2 separate regions of the Ovis aries genome follow, and region 1 is linked to region 2. Evidence: chromatin contacts called from public Hi-C data. All regions are on one chromosome and are shown on one strand. The core of a region is the stretch at or near the end of the contact, and the rest is flanking DNA. Distances in the headings are between cores, read along the strand shown.

Region 1 (5,426 bases), core at 2,141-4,640, 83 kb before region 2:
GCCTGGAGAATCCCAGGGACAGGGAAGCCTGGTGGGCTGCGGTCTACGGGGTCACACAGAGGAGCACACGACTGAAGCAACTTAGCAGCAGCAGAGAAAAATATGGCAGACAGCAGAACATGCTTCGCCTGTTCATTCCACACCATTTGAATGCCCATTTTGGCTTCCCTGGTGGCTCAGCTGGTAAAGAATCCCCCTGCAATGCGGGTGACCTGGGTTCCACCCCTCCGTTGGGAAGATCGCCTGGAGAAGGGAGCCGCTATCCACTCCAGTATTCTGGCCTGGAGAATCCCATGGACACGACTGAGCGACTTTCACTTTTACTTTGTACTAAAAGCAACGTAGGGAGGCACAGGCAGCTGGGGTGCAGGGAGAGTAGGAACCAAGGGCAGGAAAACGCTAAGGAATAATGCCTGCCCTGAGGGCTTCCCAGGTGGCTCAGTGGTAAGGAATCCTCTGGCATTGTTAGGAGATGTGGATTCCATCCCTGAGTGGGGAAGATCCCTTGGGGAAGGAAATGGCAACCGACTCCAGCATTCTTTCTTGGGAAATCCCAAGGACAGAGGGGCCTGGCAGGCTTCAGCCCATGGGCTCACAAAAGAGTCAGACAGGACTGAACAGCTAAAGAGCAACAATGCCTGCCCTGCTCTAGGGACTTTAGGTGCTTCGATTGTGTACATTTAAATAGCATTTCCCTTTGGTGAGTACGGTCCTCCCTGGATATCCTCTGGGGATTGGCTCCAGTACCCCCATATCAAAAATCTGACACTCAAGTCCCTTATATAAAATGTCCTAGTATTTGCATATCACCTATGCACATCCTCTTATATACTTTAAATCATCACTAGACTACAACTAATACAACTCCTGTATGCGTGCTTGCTAAGTCACTTCAGTCGTGTCAAACTCTTTGGACTGTAGCCACTACCCTCCCCCAGGCTCCTCTGTCCATGGGATTCTCCAGGCAAGAATACTGGAGTGGGTTGCCATGCCCTCCTCCAGGGGATCTTTCTGACCCAGGGATCCAACCTACATCTCTTCTGTCTCCTGCACTGGCAGGCAGGTTCTTTACCAATAGTACCACTTGGGAAGCCCACAACAACCCCTACTACAGGGTAGATGCTATGTAAGTATACAGTTGCTTTCCTGAAGCAAGTCAAGGTTTGGTTTCTAGAAATTTCTTTTTTTGAATATTTTCGATCCAGGATTGATGGAATCTGCGACTGCAGAACCAGGCAATCCAGAGGACCCGCTGTAGTATTCTCCCCACGCAAGGAGGGAGCAAGCTGCTGATGCTGCCTGGGGTTTCATGGAGTTAGTTTTCAATCCAGGTATCCCGTGAGGTGAGGGGGGGTGAGGGGGGTGCTGCCAGGGGCCTGCTGGTGCACCACACTGCCCAGGAGGTGAGTTGCACCTGTTGCGGATCTGGACGGAAGTGGAGAGAGTTGAAACAGTGTCGGCTGGCACAGCCCTTGCTTATCTTATCAGTCCTGAACACTGCAGCTACTGTTCTGGAGTAGCATGATTCGAAGGCTGAGCCCGCGTCTAAAGATGGTGGTATAGTCACCAATGTGTCCTAGGGTAAATTCGGGGGCTAGTGTCTTAGCTTGGTGCCAAGGTGAGCTGGCAAAAGGCCCTGTGGTGCAGTGTCATCTCCCTTTAGAGATGTTCTCTGCTTCCTCTCCTCTTGCAGGAACCATCACTTCTTCTCTTCCACCCCACCAGTCTCCCTGGTCCATACCCGCATAGTTTCATAGACTCATGGTTCTCAAACTTTGGCATGTATCAGAATCACCTGGAGAGCTTGTTAAAAACACGCCAAGGGGGAAAAAAAAACCCACTCCCAGAGGGACTTCCCTGGTGGTCCAGTGGTTGAGAGTCTACTTGCCAATGCAGGGAACATAGGTTTGATTTCTGGTCTGGAAAGATCCCACATGCCTGAGAACAACTAAGCCCATGAGCCTCAACTACTGAGCCCCTGCCCTAGAGCCCTGGGGCTGTAACCACTGAGCCTGTGTGCTCTAGAACCCGTGCTCAGCAGCAAGAGAAGTCACTGCAAGAAGAAGCCTGCGCACCACATCTAGACAGTAGCCCCGGCTTGCCACAGCCAGAGAAAGCCCCCATAGAGCAATGATACAGGGCAGCTGAAAATAATAAACAGTTTTAAAAACATTGCCAGAGATTATGATGTATTTAGTCTGGGAAGTCACAGGGCCTGGGAATTTGCATTTCTAAAAGTTTCCCAGGTGATGGTGGTGGGGATGCCTGGGGCTACAATCTGAGACCACTGGCCTGGAAGGAAGGAAAAGTAAGGGCTGGTGAAAGAGGAAAGAAGTGATCGTGTGCAGTGCTGGAAGACATTATTGGAAGTTCAAGGTCCCCAGAGTCCTGGGGTATCTACTTTCTGTGAGGGATAGATAGACTGAAATCCCCAAGCAATCCTGGGCATATTCCAGAATTAACCTAGGGCATGTGTTTTTTGTCTGGAGATTTAGCACTCCCCCTAATGGACTCAAACAACTCTGCACCCTCCAGTGAAAACCAGAATTACCTATTTTCCCAACCTAGCTTGGTCATCTGTTCATCTCTTTGGCACTAAAGGTGCAGGGATGTGATCTTACACATTTTTGTTTGCAAACTGATTTGCAGGTTTTTTTTTTTCCATGGGAAGGCATTTTATTTTGATGAGCATGGTTTTTCGTGCTCAGTGGTGCTCAACTCCATGGATGATGGTGAATGAATGAATGAATGCTTTCTTCTTTAGGAGAATCCTAACACCTACCAGTCCCTTCCTTCTTACCTTTGCTTCTTCTCCCAGCTGTTCTAAAATAATATGAAAGTGATTTAAGATCCAGATATTTGCTGAAAAATTCTGTTCAAAATATCAGCATCATTATCAAATTAGGAGAATTTGGCTGGTGGCTAAGGAAGCAAGCCCAAGTTAGAGGCTGAGAATGGGTTCTGTAAAATATGTGTTGAGTCACCTCAGCTGCGTCTGACTCTGTGACCCCATGAACTAAAGAGTCCACAAAATTTTCCAGGCCAGAATACTGGAGTGGGTAGCCTTTCACCTTTTCCAGGAGATCTTCCCAACCCAGGGATTGAACCCAGGTCTTCTGAACTGCAGACGGATTCTTCATCAGCTGAGCCACAAGGGAAGCCCTTGTAAAATATATGATTGTATATGATTTTTAATATATATGATTTTTTTTAAAAGCAGTAGAGCAAGAAATTAGATGAGAAAAGCAGGTGACATTTTGTTTCTTGCCACCAGGTGGCAGACCTTGCCCAATCAATGAGAATTAACCCTGGACTTGGAGCCTGGCCTATATACTCTACATTTTTCCACTCAGAACCAGGACAAAGGGCTGTTTCTCTACTTAAATGACTTGGGAACTGAAGCAGGAAGAGCAGTTACTGGAAAATACCTCTGTGACAGCTGCCGAGGTACTTGAGTGATCCCTTGAGTTTCCTCAAGGGCTCTCTGAGACTTCTTAGTTTTTCCTTCTGGGAAAGAGGTCCACCCTGCTCTAGATGTAAGAAAATGGGTTACTTAACTAAGAAAAATGGAAAGAATGTAACTTCAGACCAGAGGTTTCTACATAGGAGGCAGCTCTGACCCACTTCAAGGCCCAGGGCTTGGCTTCTTCCTCCCAGGACCCTCTGGCAGTCAACCTCTATTTCCTACCACCCAAGAGTTCTTTTTCTCTTGCTGGTAGTGAATCTTCCTCAAATTATTAAAATGACCACTTTATTTTAACTCTAAAGTCCACTCTGGAATCTTCTTACTAAATTCCAGTTTTCTGTCTAATGGACACAGGATGGTCTCTCCCAGGTGATCATGACCCTCCCTCAGATGATACTCAACATGTTACAAAACCTAAATCACACAGTAACTTTAGCAAATTACATGCTCATAGCAAGAATATACATTGTTGTTGTTCAGTCACTAAGTTGTGTCCGACTCTTTGAGATCTCAAGGACTATAGCCCACCAGGCTCCTCTGTCCATGGGATTTCCCAGTCAAGAATACTGGCGTGGGTTGCCTTATCTCCTCTAAGGGATTGTCTTGACCCAAGGATCGAACCCCACGTCTCCTACATTGACAGGTGGATTCTTTACCACTCAGCCACCAGGGAAGCCCAAGAATATTCATATGTGTGTTAAAATAGATACACAGTGTCTTACAGGAGAGCTCAATGAATGTTTTGGGAGAAGAGCAGGTGAAGATTCTGTTTCATGCACTGTTTTAATCTCAGTTGTATGTGCAACAGATACTGAGAATATAATAGTACCCACCTCAGGGCTGGAGTCAGAGCAGATCTGTACCTACACAGGAAACAGGAAGTTGTGAGATTGGGATTGACACATATATAGTATTGATACTATGTATAAAATGAATAACTGATGAGAACCTACTGTCTGGCACAGGGAACTCTACTTAATGCTCTGTGGTGACCTGAATGGGAAGGAAATTCAAAAGGGAGGGGATGTATGTACATGTATGATTGATTGATCTTGCTGTACAGTAGAAATGAACACAACATCGTACTCCAATAAAAATTAGTTTAAAAAAGAAAGAAAACAGGAAGTTGCTATACCATTGTCATGTTCTCAAACGCAGGTGGGACATCACCCTCAGCTCATCAGCTTGAGCACTGTTGTTCAATTGCCAAGTCATGTCTGACTCTCTGTGACCTCATGAATTGCAGCACCCCAGGCTTCCCTGTCCTTCACTATCTCCCTGAGCTTGCTCAAGCTCGTGTCCATTGGGTCAGTGATGCCACCTGACCATCTCATCCTTTCGTCCCCTTCTCCATTTGCCCTCAGTCTTTCCCAGCATCAGGGTCTTTTCTAATGAGTCAACTCTCCTCATCTTGTGGCCAAAGTATTGGAGCTTCAGCTTCAGCATCAGTCTTTCCAATGAATATTCAGAGTTGATTTCCTTTAGGATTGACTGGTTTGATCTCCTTGAAGTCCAAGGCCTGGGGATGTGTAAATCCCAGCTAATAATGACCACTTTAACTAAACTCATAGCCCAGAAAGCTTCAGTGGGCAGTTCCCTGACTCTGCAGCAGCTACCCTCGTCATCTTAAATGTTTATAGAAATCTTGCACTAAAGACAGAGACTGTGAGGGAAGAAATTAGATAATTGAAATAGCGCACATTTGGGAGTTTTTCTCTGTGGATTGTTAACAGAGTCAGTCAAACCCATGTTTATGGAATACCCACAGGGCACATAGCAGGATACTTCACCTCTCATTGAAAATCCATTAGAACAATTAATAGACCATGCTTAGAAACTTTTTTTCCACAGAGAAATTTGCTTTAGTTGCGGGGGTAGCAGGAACTAATTTGAGATGTAAAACTAACAACCCCCCTTTGCACTAGGAAGGCTTTATGTAAACTGTCACATATATGTGAAT
Region 2 (5,456 bases), core at 2,949-5,448:
TAGGGAGCAACTAAAAAATAAGGAGACCCAACCCAACAGCTATGAGGTGAGGTGGGAAGCTTAAGGTTAACTATGGAGTTAAAAGGGCATTTCTCCTTTGAACTGACTTTTTTTTTTTTTTTTGCCTGAGGACTTCCACTACTTTCCCTGTGTTTTTATTTCTCTGGCAGGAGATGACCAAGGTCTCATATACTAAGAGTAATTCAGTTCCATTCCTTTCTCTTCCCTCCATCACCCATCCAGTTCATGGAATTGAGATGAATGTGAGTGGGGCCTCAGTGACCACTGCCCCAACCAGATCCCACCCCAGGACCTGCAAAGGTTTCAATCCCAGATGCTTAAGTCCAGGTTTACAAATGGCTTCCTCTCATCATGGTCCCCAAGGTTGTCTGCATTTTCTGGGCTTCAGAGATTTTTGGTTTGCACTCAAGATGTCCACAGTTGAGTTAAGTGCAGGTAAAAGGTGTTATCAAGGGCTGGGGTGGCTGTGGAGGGGCCTGACACACTCTTTTTGTCTTTCCTGGGTCTATCCCTCTCTCCCTGACATCTCATTCCCCACTTATAAACAGAAATCACTCTTTTTTTGGATCCTCGATTCTCAGAACTCAAACCTTTCTTGGGGGTATTCTTAGGGAACGGTGAAAGTTTCTTCTCCAAAGAGGACAATGATCAAAAATGCATGCCCAACGCCCTCCCCTGAGCCAGCAGCTGTAGCGGTTGAGCGGAGGAAGGGGTATCTTCCCCCAGAAATGCTCAGACCCACCTGCTGCCACCATCCACCCCAGCTGCATCCAGAATGGAACAACAGGCAGAGCCACCCCCAACTCACTGCTTCTCCCCAGAGCCCACTCCCTCTCCCTTCAGCTGAGTTCTTAGGGCAGAGCTGGAGGGACAGAAAAAAGACCCAGGAGGTGTGCCTACGTTGGTGCCTTCCAAAACCAAGATCTGATGGTGTGTGCCTGAGAGCTCTGCATAACTAGGGGGCTTCTGGGAGGGGGAAGTGGACAGTTGTGGGCAAAACACGAGTCATGGCTCTTGGTCCCAAATATCGCTTCAGCTCTGAGGGTCTCAATATCTTCAGCCACATCTAGAAGTTGGCCCCAATTAAGGCAGTCTCCTTCAGCTCCCTTGTCCTAAAGGCTTTAAGAATTATCCCTGCCTACTGCTTGTCATATGCTGGGCCCTGTGCTAAGCACTTTGTACCCATTGGTGGTGGTGGTGGTTTAGTTGATCAGTTGTGTCCGACTCTTGCGACCCCATTGAGCCCACCAGGCTTCTCTGTCCATGGGATTTCCCAGGCAAGAATACTGGAGTGGGCTGCTGTTTCTTGCTCCAGGGGATTTTCCTGACTCAGGGATTGAACCCGCATCATCTGCATTGCAGGCAGATTCCTTACTGCTGAGCCAGCAGGGACATCTTCATTTAAGCTCTATTTTACAGGTAAAGAAACATCTGAGACATCTTGCAAATTACCCAAGGTCACAGAGCCGACACATAGAGATGGGATTCAAAAATCTGTGCTGCGAACTACTTCCTCAGGGCAGGTAATTATTTCTATGAGTTGGATCATCAACTAGACTAACTAAGAAAAAAAAAAAAGTCCAAAACTGTTTCTTTGCCTTTTTATATTAGGTGATTCAGGAAAAGCCTGATATTTGTGACTATGTAAATTGGCAACTGATGCATCTGCATCAACAGCTCTTGCTCTTAAAAAAAAAGCAGGACTTTTTTCTTCCCTTTTCTGACTGAGCCTCTTTACCAAGGAGAAAGAAGGGAATAAGGGAGAACTAGGTATTGCCCAAACACCAGGTTAGACAGTCAGCAGGTAGAGCCCAGGATGGAAGGTGAAGAGGGACTGGTTCCCAGCCTCCCAGATGCGCTCTGTCCACTATGCATGTCCTAGCTTCCTCCCAGCACAGAGCTCAGCCCTCCACAGAATGGAGATGGGTAGGAAGATGCTTAGCCCCAGCCCTACTCCAAACCCCAGCCCTGTCACCTCTTCTTGGACCCCCTGCACAGGCTGACAGTGGTGCTCTCTCTTGCCCAGCCCTTTAGCCCTGCACACCTAGGACACGGCCTGAAAGGGGGAGGGCGCCTGTGTACAGAATGCACTGGAGGGGGTGACCCAGAATACAGGGCAAGTGGGGCAATTGTGTGTCTGCTTCTGCTGCATTATTTGAGTGAGCAGCTGCTTCTTTTTTAGGGGACACTTATTCCAACCATGCCCACCAGCCCCTCAGTATGGCTTTCTGGGCACTCAGGAACATGGTCCAGGGCAGACGAGAGCCCACAGGCAGGCACCTGACATCCTACTCTAATTAGTCCTGCAGGTGCCAGTGGGGACAAGTTGCTGTCCTTCTCATGGCTTTTTGGAGTCTTTGCTCTCGCATTTCTTTCCATTGACCATGATTCCTGACTTATCTTCCCCACCATTCTTACCATCTGGGCAATATTTTCTCTCCCCCACAGGCATACGCAGAACCATCCATTTATTTTCTCTGTTTTGTAAGACACCACTGAGGGGTGAGGAGCCCAGGAACCTCCATTAAGAGCCCAGTTCTCCTTTCACAACCAAAAACTGCTTCCAGGAGAACAACAGGGAGGAAAGGTTGGAAGAAAATATGTTATTGGGGCTTTCTTTAGGGGTGGGATTGTAGATGCTTGACATGTTTCTTTTGTATACTTTTCTTCAGTTTAAAAATTTTTTTTTCTGTTAGAGCATATTACCTTTACAATGAGGAAATATTGGAAATGTTTATAGGAGAGGTTAAATTACAGCTGTTGGAATCAGACAGGTCTAGTGTTCCACTTCCACACTTAGAAGCTGTGCTTCCTTGGGCAAATCATTAATCTTTCTAAACCTCACTTTGCACATCTGTAAAATGGAAAAAATATCTACCTCACAGGGTTGTCATGATGGTTAAATATAAAGTGTTAGGTACATGGTAAGCATTCACAAATTGACAACAATTATTTGTATTAATAAGAGCTAAACATCATAACAACAGCCACAACCACTTGCCCCTTTTTTCTACCTCTTGGTACTCAGACACAGGGAACCTTCACCTCTTCTAAATTGGGCTATTCCTTCCATCCAAACCTCATTTTCCCCCTTTTTTAAGCCATACGGTGGAGGGTGGGGAGTAGGCAAAGTTATAACTTCTTGTGTCATTAGCTGGGTTGACCAAATGGCTGAGAATACAAGGACTTTGGAGTCGGACTTTCTCCATATGTAAGGACTAAAAATAAATAAAAGTAAATAAATAAACAAATACAAACATATCGCATACACGTATGATCACCACTCCTCGGATGTGCCAGGAGCCTGATCCTGTGCGAGGCGCTTTCATGCCCGCACCTTAACAGCAACCTGCTTTGGCGTCAGGTCTCCTTGTGGGCGCTGACACATTGCAGACACTTCCTTCCCTCGCCAGCAGGGCCCTCTCCCCGGTCACTTCACCCAGCCCCCTCCAGAGCTAGAAAGCGTTGGAGGCCAGGCCAATCCCTCCCCAGGACCACACGGACTAGGCTCTTCGCTGCCCATCATCAGTACTAAGGTAACCAACATGAATTGACTATTTCACCGGGCGCTGCACAGGACCCGAGGGTCACCAAGGTCATCCCGTCCGCCCACCGACGGCGGCAGTAGTGGGATGGGGATTGGGGTGGGGGCCGAAAGCCAGGGGAAAGGAGTCCCGGTTGCTTCGCTAGGCGACGGTTTCCAGCGTCTCCCTGGGGAAGTTCCTCTTCTCGTCTAACCTGCAGCTTTCCTGTTGCAGAGCTTTGTCGAGCTCCGGGTCCAACCGAGACTGCTTAGCGGATGGGCACCCAGACGCCCCCGCGAGTTGGGGAGCATTTTTCCTAGGGCTTCCAAGTCAGGCGGGCACCTTTCACCACCCACCATTTGCTTCTCAGCAGGCACCCTTATGGCTCCTAGGTCTTCTGCACCCACTTCCATCCCTCACTCCCCACTCCCCCTCCAGGAGCTTCTTGGTAGCCCTTTCCCCAGACGAAGCTGAGTGCCCGTCCCCCAGGCCCGCTCACTTACGGTGCAGCAGTCCATGTTTGATGTCAGGAGTCCTTGGCTGGGATGGAGGTTGGCGCAGAGGGTCTGCGTGGTGACGGGTGGGGACCCTGGGGCGGTGGCGAGGCAGCCGATCCGCGCCGAACCAGCCGCTCAGCTCTCGGGTCCTCTCTCCCGCGCTCCGCACTGCTGGAGAAAGTATCCTGAGCCCTGCGGAAGAGAAGCCAATCAGAAGAAGCCCTCGGCAGAGTGGGCGGGGGGAATGGAGGCAGGGCCACGCCCCCTCGCGGCTCCCTCCTCCTCGCCCCGCCTCCTGCCCCAACCCTCTGCCTACACACTTCCATCCATTCCTCCTACACACCCCATCCTCCCAAACTCACCACCAACACCCCCCCCACCCCACGCCCGTTGCTGCCGAGGCGGCAGACTGCCAAGCAGATGTATGCCGGCGCACGCAGGAGGACCCCGACATCCCGGGCACAAAAACACTCGCATCTGGGCACAACACTCCTCCCACCCACAGAGAGAAAACCGTGCACCCCTCACCCACGCTTCCACAAACTAGCTAGAGTCCCAAATATGGTTCCCTCTACCTTCCCTCCCCGCTCAGGCCTCAAAGAAATAAATGACCCCCTAGGACGTGCGGTTTAAAGGAATCGTCATCAGTCTGCGGTGGAATGGGGAAGGTGTGGGTATGTAACCTGGGGGTGGGCACAGGGGAACACAAAAGCTCACACCAGAGCCCCCCACGCCCATATATGATACTCCCCAGGCTCACTAAAACGTGCACTTCGACACGCAGACCCAGCCTGCAAAAACAACTACACAGGCCTTGTACACACGCTGTGCTGATACACGCAGACTCCCTGTTACGTGCACACACCAGCACACGTGTACACGGCAATCACCCTACTGGAAATGTCTGCATTACCTATCTATCTATCCACCCATCCATCTATACTAACAAGACAAAATCATATATGCATGACACCCATTTGGTGTGTGTATATACATATATAGAGAGATAGATAGATAACAGATATACACACCCTTCCTTCCCACTCCCCAAACCACACCTCCCCAACCTCTTGTTCCATTGCTTCTGTATAAGACAAATACTGGCTCCTCTCACCCTTGCCCCTGGGAGGGGAAGAAAATACTCTCAACCCCAGTGTAAGGAAATATCCGAAGGCATCAGTTCTCTGGGTCCATGGTGGAGGAAGGATGTGGGCTTTGTGAGAGGCTTGAGAAGGGAGATATGGGAGGAGGAGCCTCGTAGGAGAACAGGCTGGTGGGGGAACAGCTTGCCAACCTCCCCCAACCGGTCAGGGTACCAGAGCTAGCAGCGTGGCATGCTAGTGAAGAGATTGGGCCACCTCTGAGAAAACTGGGAGGTCCTTCTCAGCTGAGGTCCCAGAGGAGGGAAGGAAGC

The links. A called contact is a pair of places that touch in the nucleus more often than the background predicts.
Region 1: a Hi-C map of tail adipose tissue shows a contact between it and region 2, with 3 times the contacts expected there. The contact joins the enhancer-like site here to the promoter of NRGN in region 2. A contact is called at or near these places in 6 of 16 Hi-C or Micro-C datasets (blood, hypothalamus, muscle and 2 more).

What each region holds. Positions count from the first base shown.
Region 1 is chr21:25,750,210-25,755,635 of ARS-UI_Ramb_v3.0, reverse strand. No RefSeq gene overlaps it. Among named protein-coding and RNA genes, the nearest start is that of ROBO3, 25 kb to the left of the region's middle. Within about 2 kb of position 3,390, at least 7 of the 54 cell types and tissues checked have an H3K27ac peak or open chromatin away from gene starts, as enhancers often do. A contact at or near this core is called in tail adipose tissue, where this site is marked.
Region 2 is chr21:25,668,424-25,673,879 of ARS-UI_Ramb_v3.0, reverse strand. NRGN (neurogranin) reads right to left here and starts at 4,198. Exons shown (of 4, transcript XM_027959688.2): 1 at 4,049-4,198. The coding sequence starts at 4,063. LOC105604044 (a long non-coding RNA gene) reads left to right here. Exons shown (of 3, transcript XR_001023430.5): 2 at 1,441-1,544.